Linked DNA regions of Callithrix jacchus: region 2 is linked to region 1. A link is a contact called in public Hi-C data. All regions are on one chromosome and are shown on one strand. The core of a region is the stretch at or near the end of the contact, and the rest is flanking DNA. Distances in the headings are between cores, read along the strand shown. Region 1 has its middle 33 kb from the start of RBM20. Region 2 overlaps RBM20 (RNA binding motif protein 20).

Region 1 (5,581 bases), core at 1,923-4,422:
TCACTTGACTCAGGAGGTGGAGGTTGCAGTGAGCCGAGACTGCCACTGTGCTCCAGCCTGGGCGACAGAGCAAGACTCCCTCTCAGAAAACAAAAAACAAAAACCCTCTTACACTGCAAAATATAAAGTGAAACACAATTAATTAGATGTGAGAACAAAAAGAAATGAAAGGTGTGTGCTTGGGGACAGAACAATCCTCCTCTTCAGAGCAGGGGGATAAAGTAGGGCTGGGCCAGGCTCCTGCGGGAAAGCGGGAGGGTCAGGAACAGGCACAGGTAGTGATGGTGCACAGGTGGTGCTCGGCGTGCCGCCCTTCCCAATCCTCCCACTTCCAATCTTCCACTGGCCTTTTTCTTTTTAAAACTGGGAGTAGAGACTAGGGTTGGGCCAGGTGAGAGGAGTTGAAAGTTAACTGCTAGAGAATAGCAGAATCAAAGGCACTCAGTCGGCAACCTCCTCTGCTGAGATGCACATGGGTCATGCAGGCTGCGAGAAGGGGCTCCTGGTTTTGAATTTGCAGCTCCTCCTCAGGCACCATCTGAAAGAGCCTCCATCACCTAGGATCTTGTTAAAACAAAGCGTTCTGCTTTTGTGGCATGGCATCCCAAGGCTGTGAGGATGGAGACAGCAGGAAAGAATACACCCCAGATTTGTAGACAGCTTTGAAACCAGCTGGTTCAAAGGTGATTTTTGCCCTTCCCCGTGGCTGGTCTGTCTACAATTGTTGGCACTGGCTTTATTTTGAATTTTAAAACAGCAGCTAGAGAGGTTGGTGGAATAGGATAATTCAGTACTCCAAGTTCCACTGCTTTCCAACAGAAATTGTTAGACAAGTTACTCTGCCCTCAAGGAACCTAAGTTCCTCTTCTGCAAACTGGGGTTATCACCACCCACTTCAAAGTCACTGCCCTTAAGAGAGATGATAAAAGAGAGATGGTACCTAGTAGGTAATTATTATGCACAAGGTGCCTACATCGACATACAAAAAGAAGCTATCTTTGAAAGACTAATTCTTCTGCCCCAAGGGAACAAAAAATTACTTGAAATGAACCCCCCTTTTTCATTTACTCAGCCAAGGGCAGAGGTTAGATGGAAAGACCCCCTGCGTAGAGCATGCCCACAAGAAAAAGAAAATACAAAAGACAAGGGTCACTGGGAAGACCTCTTTGACAACAGCTTCAGTGGTTTCTCTTTTTTTGAGGTTTCTCAGAACTTGAATCTCACAAATGAGATGAGCTCTGTCCATCGCAAGGCCATGCTCAGTGGTCACGCCAGCATTCCCATCAGTGTCAAGGCAGATGTCGCATCACGGAGGATGAGATTTAGCCTGTTGTGTGACCCCTGTGCTGAGGTACAGGAGCAGGGCTGTGTGTGGGCTCTTACATGCCTGCTCACCACAGGGATGAACACTTAAGCACAGGGAAATGGGACTTCTGGAATAATCCTAAAGCACTTAATGGTCCCATATGATAGACACAGAATCCCAAGGCTACAGGGATCCTCATAAGATTTCTAATAAGAGTCGGGCACAGTGGCTCACGCCTATAACCCCAGCACTTTGGGAGGCCGAAGTGGGCGGATTACTTGAGGTCAGGAGTTCGAGACCAGCCTGACCAACTTGGAGAAACCCCATCTCTACTAAAAATACAAAATCAGTCAGTCATGGTGGCCCGTGCCTGTAATTCCAGCTACTTGGGAGGCTGAGGCAGGAGAATTGCTTGAACCCGGGAGGAGGAGGTTGCAGTGAGCCAAGATCATGCCATTTACACTCCAGCCTGGGCAACAAAGTGAAACTCCATCTAAAAAAAAAAAAAAAGATTTCTAATAAGAAAAGTCAGCAAGTATTCCCATCACTCTGAGAGAGATCATAAGAGACCCTGATTCAGACTGTCTTATTGGGGAGATGACTTAGAAAAGGTAAGCTGAAAAGGAACATAATAGGTGAAGCTGTTTCAATTAAGGGATGCCAGGTTAGAGACAAAAAGCGAATGAGAAAAATTATAATAGAATCTCTTTTGTATTTATATGAAGATTCAGAAAGCACAGAGGAAGAAACTGAGGAGAAACAAGTAGGGCTATTATTGCAAGACAGGACTGAATGATGGTTGATATTGAATGTCAACTTGATTGGAATGAAGAGTGCAAAGTATTGTTCCTGGGTGTGTCTGTGAGGGTGTTGCCAAGGGAAGTTAACATTTGAGTCGGGGGACTGGGAGAGGCAAACCCACCTTCAATCTTGGTGGACACCATCTAATCAGCTGCTAGTGCGGCTAGACTAAAGCAGGCCGAAGATGGAAAGAGCAGACTTGCTGAGTCTTCTGGCCTTCGTCTTTCTCCTGTGCTGGATGCTTCCTGTCCTCAAACATTGGACTCTAAGCTCTTCAGCTTTTGGACTCTTGGGCTTACAAACTGGTTTGCCAGGGGCTCTCGGACCTTCAGTCACAGACTGAAGGCTGCACTGTTGGCTTCCCTACTTTTAAGGTTTTGAGACCCAGACTGGTTTCCTTGCGCCTCAGCTTGCAGACGGCCTATTGTGAGACTTCACCTTGTGATAGTGTGAGTCAATACACTTTAATAAACTCTTTTACATATACATCTATCCTATTCTGTCCCCGTAGAGAACCCATTTTGTAAATAAGATCCTGTTAAACAGCTGCTGCATACCTAAGCAGCAATCCAAACTGTTGCAAGCAGTTAACACTAGCTCATAAACTCTTGCAACAGAGAAATCTCAAGAATATCACACCTTGACCATCTCTCCTTGCAGCTGGAACTCTAAGAAACCAGAGTTTGAAAAACTAGACCAAAAAAATGGAGGGGTTGGCATGTGTTAAGGGCCCCCTCTAGTGGCTCTGGGAAATAAGTGAAGTAATTGGAGATTTAGGTTACTGGAAGAAAAAGTAGCAGCCCAGACAAGACTGAAGAAAGCCTTGGCTTTATCTACCTTTGCAGCCACCATTTCTAATTCTAATCTAACTAGTACGATAGATTCCTGTGTTTGAAGACCTCTCCTAGCAAAGGCCTCTGCGTCAGAAGGGCCAGGGACCTTTAGTACATTATACTTTAATTGCCTCTGTTAACTTAGTCCCAAATGATTTGTCCTTAAACCCGTGTCCTTCAATTTTCTATGGTGGTGGATCTTTTCACCCGTATGTACTTCCATGTTTCCAGCCTTTATAGCCATCATTGCTAATTGCTGAATAATTTTAGGCATAATTTATAAAGCTAAAGCAGGATTTGTGATTACTGAACACTTTAAAGTTTGATAACCAACTTTCCAGGCACTGATCTAAACACACAGTATCCATAAGAGAAAACATTCAAACCTAGACTTATACCAACCAATGTGAGGACTTGAGAGAGGAAATATATCCATGTGCTCCTTGCAAACCTAACCGCCAGGATGCCTCATGTCCCTGTGCAATCACTGGCTGCCACAAGGGCTCTTACACCCAGGAGACTCTCTGTCTCTAGGAAGGGAAAAGTGAGTGCCACACGGTGGCAGATTTATAGAGCAATGCTGGCATCTTTCATGCAGAAGACTGGCAGCCAGGAGTAATCCAGTCCCCCTAGGACACTGAGACAAGTGCTCAGGGTGTACCTAAATAGGTGCAGTCTAAAGAAAATAGGACTGGGGAGGCAAAGGGCAAAGAAAACCAGAGATGATGGTGAACTGTACCCTTGAAATCTGTTTCTCTCTGTCATGTAGAGGATCCGTCAACACTGTACTACATCTCTCCCATTTTCATAGTTAACTTGGAGAAAGAAAGAGCTGATGTATTAGTCTGTCCTACTTCTGATACAAGAAAGCCAAAACTTGGTTCTGGCTCTTTTGGTTATTAAGCTGTGCGTGCTCATTTATTCATTTGGGTCGCCTAACTAATCTGGGCTTCAAATTAAAGTATTAAACTAAAAAATTTTGGCCAGGCTCGGTGGCTCATGCCTGTAATCCCAGCACTTTGGGAGGCCAAGTCGGGCGGATCACCTGAGGTCACAAGTTCGAAACCAGCCTGGCCAACATGGTGAAACCCCGTCTCTATTTAAAAAAAAAAAAAAATCTTTTCTATCTCTGGATCTAAATATATCCTGTGAAGTCCTAAGTGAAAGCCATTTTTAAGAGGACATGTTTTGCAAAATCTGCTCTTGCCAAAGTAATATTTCTTCTAGAAATGTTAACCCACTTTATCAAGAATTACTTAATGTGACCGAAATAAAAGCTGTTGACATTTCTAGGCAATAGGCAGTTCAAATAGATTCTGTTACTCCATTTCCCGAATGAAAAGGACGAACTGTTTCTTCCAAAATATAAAACTAAGGAAACAAGGATTATCACTGTTGCTCAATCTACACACAAAAGTAGAAGGTAATTTCTACCTAATTACATATAATTTTAAAACAAAAAAGGGCCAGGTGCAATGACTCACACCTGTAATTCTAACACTTTGGGAAGCCAAGGATCACTTGAGGCCATTAGTTTGAGACTAGCCTGGGCAAAGTGAGACCCCTGTCTCTACTAAAAACAAAACAAAAAAACAAACAAACCAGAAATCAGCTGGTGTGCTAGCACACACCTATAATTCTAACTACCTACTTTGGAGGGAGGGTGTGGTGGGAGGAACCCTTGAGCCCAGGGGTTGGAGATTGCAGTGAGTTATGACTGATTCACTATACTCCAGCCTGCACGACAGAGTGAGGCCCTATCTTCTATTTAAAAGAAAATACCAAGTAGGGAAGGAAAAATCCTCCTAACTTCTATGTAGCAGACCAACACTTGGCTGTAACTGCATTAATGTGCAACTGGTTCCATTTACACTTCCCTCTGTTTAAAACATCAGACTAAGCATAAATACACAAACCTGGATTATTTGTGTTCCAGGATAAGGATATATGGCTGAGTAAAAAGATACAGAATGAATACTGTTTCTTAAATACAACACTCTTTTTTTTTTTTTTTGGAGACACGGTCTTGCTCTGTTGCCCACGCTGAATTGCAGTGGCACCATCATGGCTCACTGTAGCCTGTAGCCTCAACCTCCCAGGCTCAAGTGACCCCTTCCACCTCAGCCTTCCAAGCAGCTGGGACTACAGGTGTAGCCACCACACCCAGCTAATTTTTGTAGAAATGGGGTCTGACATGCTGCCCAATCTGGTGTCAAACTCCTGACTCAAATGATCCTCCTACTCCAGCATATAAAAATGCTGGTAAGATAGGTGTGAGCCACTACATCTAGCAGAACTTTTAAGAAAAGGATTTCTTAAATCCTTAAGACATAACACAATCTCTGCACTTATGTGGGAAGCATCCATCTGGAAGCTGTATCCTGTGTAAGACCGTTTGCTGGGTGATAGTGAAATGTGAATACTGTTCACTTTAAACACTGGTATTCTTCCTTTGTAAGAAGCTGAATCAAAGTACTAGTCCTTTATCTAGAGAGTTGTTAAAAGAGAAAAACCTTTTAAGAATTAACCAAATATTTCCAAAGACAAGTTTGCTATGGCTTACTTTTAAAAAAAAAATCCAGGCGGGTGGATCACGAGGTCAGGAGATCGAGACCATCCTGGTCAACATGGTGAAACCCCA
Region 2 (5,581 bases), core at 942-3,441, 56 kb before region 1:
TTAAGCAATTCTCCTGCCTCAGCCTCCCTAGTAGCTGGGATTACAGGTGCACCACCAAGCCAGGATAATTTTGTATTTTTAATAGAGATGGGGTTTCTCCATGTTGGTCAAGCTGGTCTTGAACTCCTGACCTCAGACGATCTGCCCACCTTGGCCTCCCAAAGTGCTGGGATTATAGGCATGAGCATGCAGCCTGGAAACACTTTATGGTTCTCCAGCCATAAGCAACCTCACTGTCAGTGGATTTACTCATTATTGTAAATGAATCTTCGGCTTATCCTTCATCATGGCTTTGCTGCCGTTCCAAAAAATAGAAGGAAGTTTTTCCTCTGCTTAAAAACCACAACACTTTGAAGAGGTTCAAGACGATATAAGTTAAATACATATTGAGAAATGATACAACTTTAACAAACTGTAAATATGTTTTCCATAAAAATCACCATTTTAAAAGTCATTTTTCAAACAAAACAAAGCAAGGGCCAGGACTTAAAATGATTGGTAGGTTGTTGTTTCTTTTTTTAACTGTTATACTAAAAAAGTATCCACAGGGAACTGTTCTAAGAAGTTCAAAAAAGAACCTTGTCAGTTTCTGCCTTCAAGTGAAACATTAGGCCAAAGAATCTTAAGAGTTGGGATCAACTCTGCCTCCACCCTCCCCTCTCCTCACAGTCCTTAAAGAGCAGACATAAAAAAGATTTCAAAGAGGGAATTTAAGAGGGTTTCTAAAAGGTTTCTCTGGCACTCCCATCACTCATTGCAAACTCTCTGGGCAGGAACGACACTTGTTCAGCTTTTTTTTCCTCTCCCTCCCTCCACCTGTTGTCGCAAGTCTCCCTTGGTATGGCCGGGGGCCATTCGCACTTTCTGCCTGAATGACGAGGTCTCCCCTATAATCCAGTGTCTCCCTTTCAACCCAAGTCGCTGCTTCTAAATTAGAACCCCCTAGAAAAGTGCACCAATTAGGGGAGACTTTACGCATCACAAAATGTCTATAGGTTGGTTTGTCTGGTTAGTTTTCCCCTTGTTTTATTTTTTCAGTATTACTGGCTGCACCTTAAGCTTCCAGAGTAAGTGAAGCTGAGATGGGTGAAGACGTACACAGTCAGATAGCAGGGGGTCAGGCTGGTGGTCCCTAAGTTCTCTTCCGGCCTCTCCACCCAAGATAGCCCCAGCCATAGCTCTGGAATTCCAGGCGGGATATTTGGCAGACGTCGGTAATTGAGTTAGGGGGATCTAAAGAAAGACTTCACGTTCACATTCATATGCTAAACTTAGTTAAAAATAGATGCAAGAAGAGCCTGACTTCACTTTTAATTTTAGCTGGTGATGAACATGCCCTAAAGACAGAAAGTCACCAGGCATTTTCCTGAGTGCAGTGATCTTCATATTTTTATAAAAAGGAAATGCAGCATGTTCTATTAATAAAAGTGCTGTAGCCTCAGTTAAATCTGGACAGTTCGTAAATCAGGGCTCCCTCTGGCTCAGCTTCCCCGCACCACTCACTCACACCCAAGCCCCAGCAAGTGGGCAGGTCACATGCATGGGGGGTAAAATGAGCAGGACACCAGGGGCCCAGGAATCAAAGGCCACATTGGATGGCTTTGTGATCAGTGAAGCACTCCAAGGCATGGCTCCCAGACACTTCCCAGGTGACCAAGTGACTCAAACAAGCGCATTTGCCAGTCATTCTTAAAGGGCTCATGAAAAGATCGACATAACCAGGATGGAGCCCTGTGTGTTATGAGGTTAGTGATGAAAAGGGGGCTGGGTTCTGGGTGTGAGAGCCAAACAAGGTAGAAAGGAGAGAAAATGTGGTGCTTGCTTCGGGAAGAACAGGCAAGTTCACCTTTTCCTTCCAATCTCAAAGCTGGCAAAAGTTTAAGTTGGCATCCAGCCATCTAGCTACTTACCTTTCATTCACCCACCGAGGCAGGATCTTCGCCACTGTCATGCCCATCAAGCCACATGACTAATGAAACGGGGCCAGGTAGAAAAACTGCCACCCTTAGACCACTGAGCCTCCTTGTTCAGGCTAAATGATCCTTCCCAGTTGAGGCAAGGTGGCCCCAGGTCTCCAAGAAAGTGCTGGAGAATATCCTGGGCCTCAGTATGGGTGCCCACGACACAAGGATGTCCCCAAACACATAAGCTCTGGCCCCGCCCTGGGATTCTTAGGATCTTGGTGAATGCACTGCAATCTTCTTTTCTAAATGAACATGGGAGACCTTACCTCTTGCCAAGCACTGTGGTAAGCATCGTATGGACAATCTCATGCCATCTTCCCAACAGCCGAATGAGGTTGGTTGAAGCAACTGTGGCACAGGGCAGTAAGGCCACGCACATCCTAAGTGACAGGCTGTGCTCCCTAACCCAGATCTCTCTCAATCCAAAGCCCAGGATGGTGGCAACAGAAAGGGCCCAATAAGGCCACAGTGGAAGGAATGTGGTCTATTTCCATTTTCTTGCCGTATCCTTGGATAAATTTCCCTCCCTCAAAGGAAGACCGACTCTGATGTTTTGGTGGCAGTTTTGTTCTTGATCTGCCTTGCCCGCATTTTCCCATGTTTATATTACAGCTGCCTGTAAAACCCTCTAATCCTCAATCTAAACAATCCTACAATAGTTTGAACCCCAGGAGGAACATAAATTCTGTAGAATAAGATGGAAAGACTGGGCTTTGGAGTCAGAATGATGTGAGTCAGGATCTCAGCCTTCTATTTGCTGGCCAGGTGATTTTTATTTTTTATTTTTTTCTGAGACAGGCTCTCTCTGTCACCCAGGCTGGAGTGCAGTAGTGCAGTCATAGCTCCCTGCAGCCTCAAACTCCTGCATTCAAATGATCTTCCTATCTCAGTCTCCTGAGTAGCTGGGAGGCACGTGCCACCACACCCAGGTAATTTTTTTTTTAACTTTTTGTAGATATGGGGTCTTGCTATATTGCACAGGCTCAAACTCTTGGCCTTAAGTGAGCCTCCTGACTCAGCCTCCCAAAGTGCTGAGATTATAGGGTGAGCCACCACACCCCGCCCCCAGGTGATTTTTAAGAAGGGTCTGTATGCTCCATAGCCCAACATCAAATTTAGGGACATCTGAAAACAGCACTGGCCAACTGGGTGAGCAGATGTTTGTTCTGAGTACTTTAACTTTTTATTATGGAAAACTTGCAAATTATACAAAGGTAGAGAGAATAATAACTTCCGTGTAGTCACCACCCAGTTTCAAAAATGATCAATCTATGGCCAATCTTGTTTACTTTGTAACCTCCCACTCCCCTTCCATTATTTCAAAGCTAATACCAGATGTATCAAATTTTATCTATACTTTAGTATACAGCTCTAGAGTATAACAACTTTCTCTCTCTCTCTTCCTCCCTTTCTCTCTTTCTTTATTTATTTTTTTGAGACAGGTTCTTACTCTGTCGCCCAGGCTGAAGTGCAGTGGCACGATCAGAGCTCACTGAAGTCTCAATCTCCCAGGCTCAGGTGATCCCCCGGCCTCAGTCTCCCGAGTCTCTGGGACTACAGGTGTGCACCACCACTGTGGGCTAATTTTTGGTATTTTTTGTAAAGACAGTTTCGCCATGTTGCCCAGGCTGGTCTCGAACTCCTGGACTCAAGTGATCTGCCCATCTCAGCCTCCCAAAGTGCTGGATTACAGGCATGAGCCACAACACCCAGCCAATTTCTGTATTTTAACATAATCACAATACCATTACCACAATTACAAATAAGTGTTCTTTTTAATGTTCAAATAGCCAAATAAATAATACATGAGTAAATAATTCTTTAACCTCACTATTCAAATATATCTTAGGTTATTATATGTATATGTATGTATATATACATATTACAGTTGATTCGTTTTGAGCTAGGACCCAAACAAGAATTATATACCACGTTGTGCTGATAAGTATTTTAAGTCTTTTTTAACCTACAGATAACCCCTCCTGCTATTTTCATTCTTAAAATTTGTTAAAGAAACCAGGCCTGCAGTATGTCCCATTTTCTGATTAGCTGGTTTCATCTGCCCGATATCATTTGTACATGTTCCTGTGTCCCCTGTGTTTTCTATAAACTGGTAGTTAAATCTCAAGTCTGGCAAGACATTAGATCGATCAGTGGTTTTGAACATTATCAGCCTGAGCCCTCCATTATAAAGATCCTCATCAGCTGCACCAAATAGCTTAGTAGCCATTAACAACCACATTGTCTAAACTCATTATTCATTAGGGGAGTTAATTCACTAGGTATTGCAAAATGCTAATGCTCATTCCTTCTGTATTTATTAGATAGCATTCCTCTATGAAGAATTTTCTGACTGGTCATGGTGACTCATGCCTGTAATCCAACACTTTGGGAGGCTGAGGCAGGAAGATCATTGAAGCTGAGAGCTTGAGACCAGCCTGGGCAATACAGGAAGACCCTATCTCTACAAAAGAAAAAAAAATTAGCCAGGCATGGTGACATGTGCCTGTAGTCCCAGATACTCAGGAGGCTGAGGTGGGAGGATGGCTTGAGCCCAGGGGGTAGAGGTTACAGTGAGGTATGATGGTGCCACTGCACTCCAGAGTGGGTAACAGAGCAAGATCCTGGAGAGAGAGAGAGAGAGAGAGAGAGAGAGGTGGGGGCGAGGAGAAGAATAAGAAGGAAAGGAAAAGGAGGAGGAGAAAGAGAAGAGGAAAGTTGGTTCCCCAGCATCCTTCAGTGGAAACTACTGAATTTTTATTTATTTTTTTATTTTTTTCAAGACAGAGTCTCACTCTGTCACCCAGGCTGAAGTGTGGTGGCACCATCTCAGCTCACTGCAACCTCCACCTCCCAGGTTCAGGCAATTCTCGTGCCTTAACTTCCTGAGTAGCTGGGATTACAGAGGTGAGCCACCACACCCAGCTAATTTTTGTATTTTTAGTAGAGATGAGTTTTCACTGTGTTGGTCAGGCTGGTCTCAAATTTCTGACTTCAGGTGATCTGCTCGCCTCAGCCTCCCAAAGCACTGGCACCTGGCTGAAACTACTGAATTTTTAACTCACAGATTTTACATTTGTTAATGTTTAATGTATGTCCATCTACTATAGTTATTTTTAATGCTAAAATTGTTCAATATTTGGACAGGGGGAGCCCTTCAACTGGCTTCTGAGTACTTCTGACAGGACACAGTGGTCTTTGAGAGTGTCTTTCCTTTCTGATACAACAAGATTCCTGCTTATCTTGTACACTTTCTGTCACAGACCTGGAATCAACCATTTTTCCAAGGATTCTTAGCTTCTTTTTAGCAGAAAAAAACGTACTGACAGGCCATAATCTGGATGTTACAGGTGCTTATTGCTACTAGGTTTGTTATTACTTCTAGGCTGTTCAGTAGACAAGGTTAGAAATTTTTTTTGTTGTTGAAAATACATCAGGAGTTCTTATTAATATTTCCAATTCAAATGTACAATTATAAGATTTTCATTGAACATCTTTGATGGTAAAATTAGTGTCTCTTTTTTTGTATAATGAAAATTTTGGTTTCTAATGATTGCGTCATAATTACTTTTATTATGTATTGATATGTATATGTGGGTAGGTGTGGATATATATTA

Evidence for each region. Hi-C and Micro-C count contacts between places; a contact is called where the count stands out from the background.
Region 2: a Hi-C map of skeletal muscle shows a contact between it and region 1, with 8 times the contacts expected there. The contact joins two enhancer-like sites. A contact is called at or near these places in 2 of 3 Hi-C or Micro-C datasets (induced pluripotent stem cells and skeletal muscle).

The regions. Positions count from the first base shown.
Region 1 is chr12:103,538,747-103,544,327 of calJac240_pri, reverse strand. No RefSeq gene overlaps it. Among named protein-coding and RNA genes, the nearest start is that of RBM20, 33 kb to the left of the region's middle. Within about 2 kb of position 3,172, at least 1 of the 16 cell types and tissues checked has an H3K27ac peak or open chromatin away from gene starts, as enhancers often do. A contact at or near this core is called in skeletal muscle, where this site is marked.
Region 2 is chr12:103,594,196-103,599,776 of calJac240_pri, reverse strand. All of the region lies in intron 1 of RBM20 (RNA binding motif protein 20), which reads right to left. Among named protein-coding and RNA genes, the nearest start is that of RBM20, 22 kb to the right of the region's middle. Within about 2 kb of position 2,191, at least 1 of the 16 cell types and tissues checked has an H3K27ac peak or open chromatin away from gene starts, as enhancers often do. A contact at or near this core is called in skeletal muscle, where this site is marked.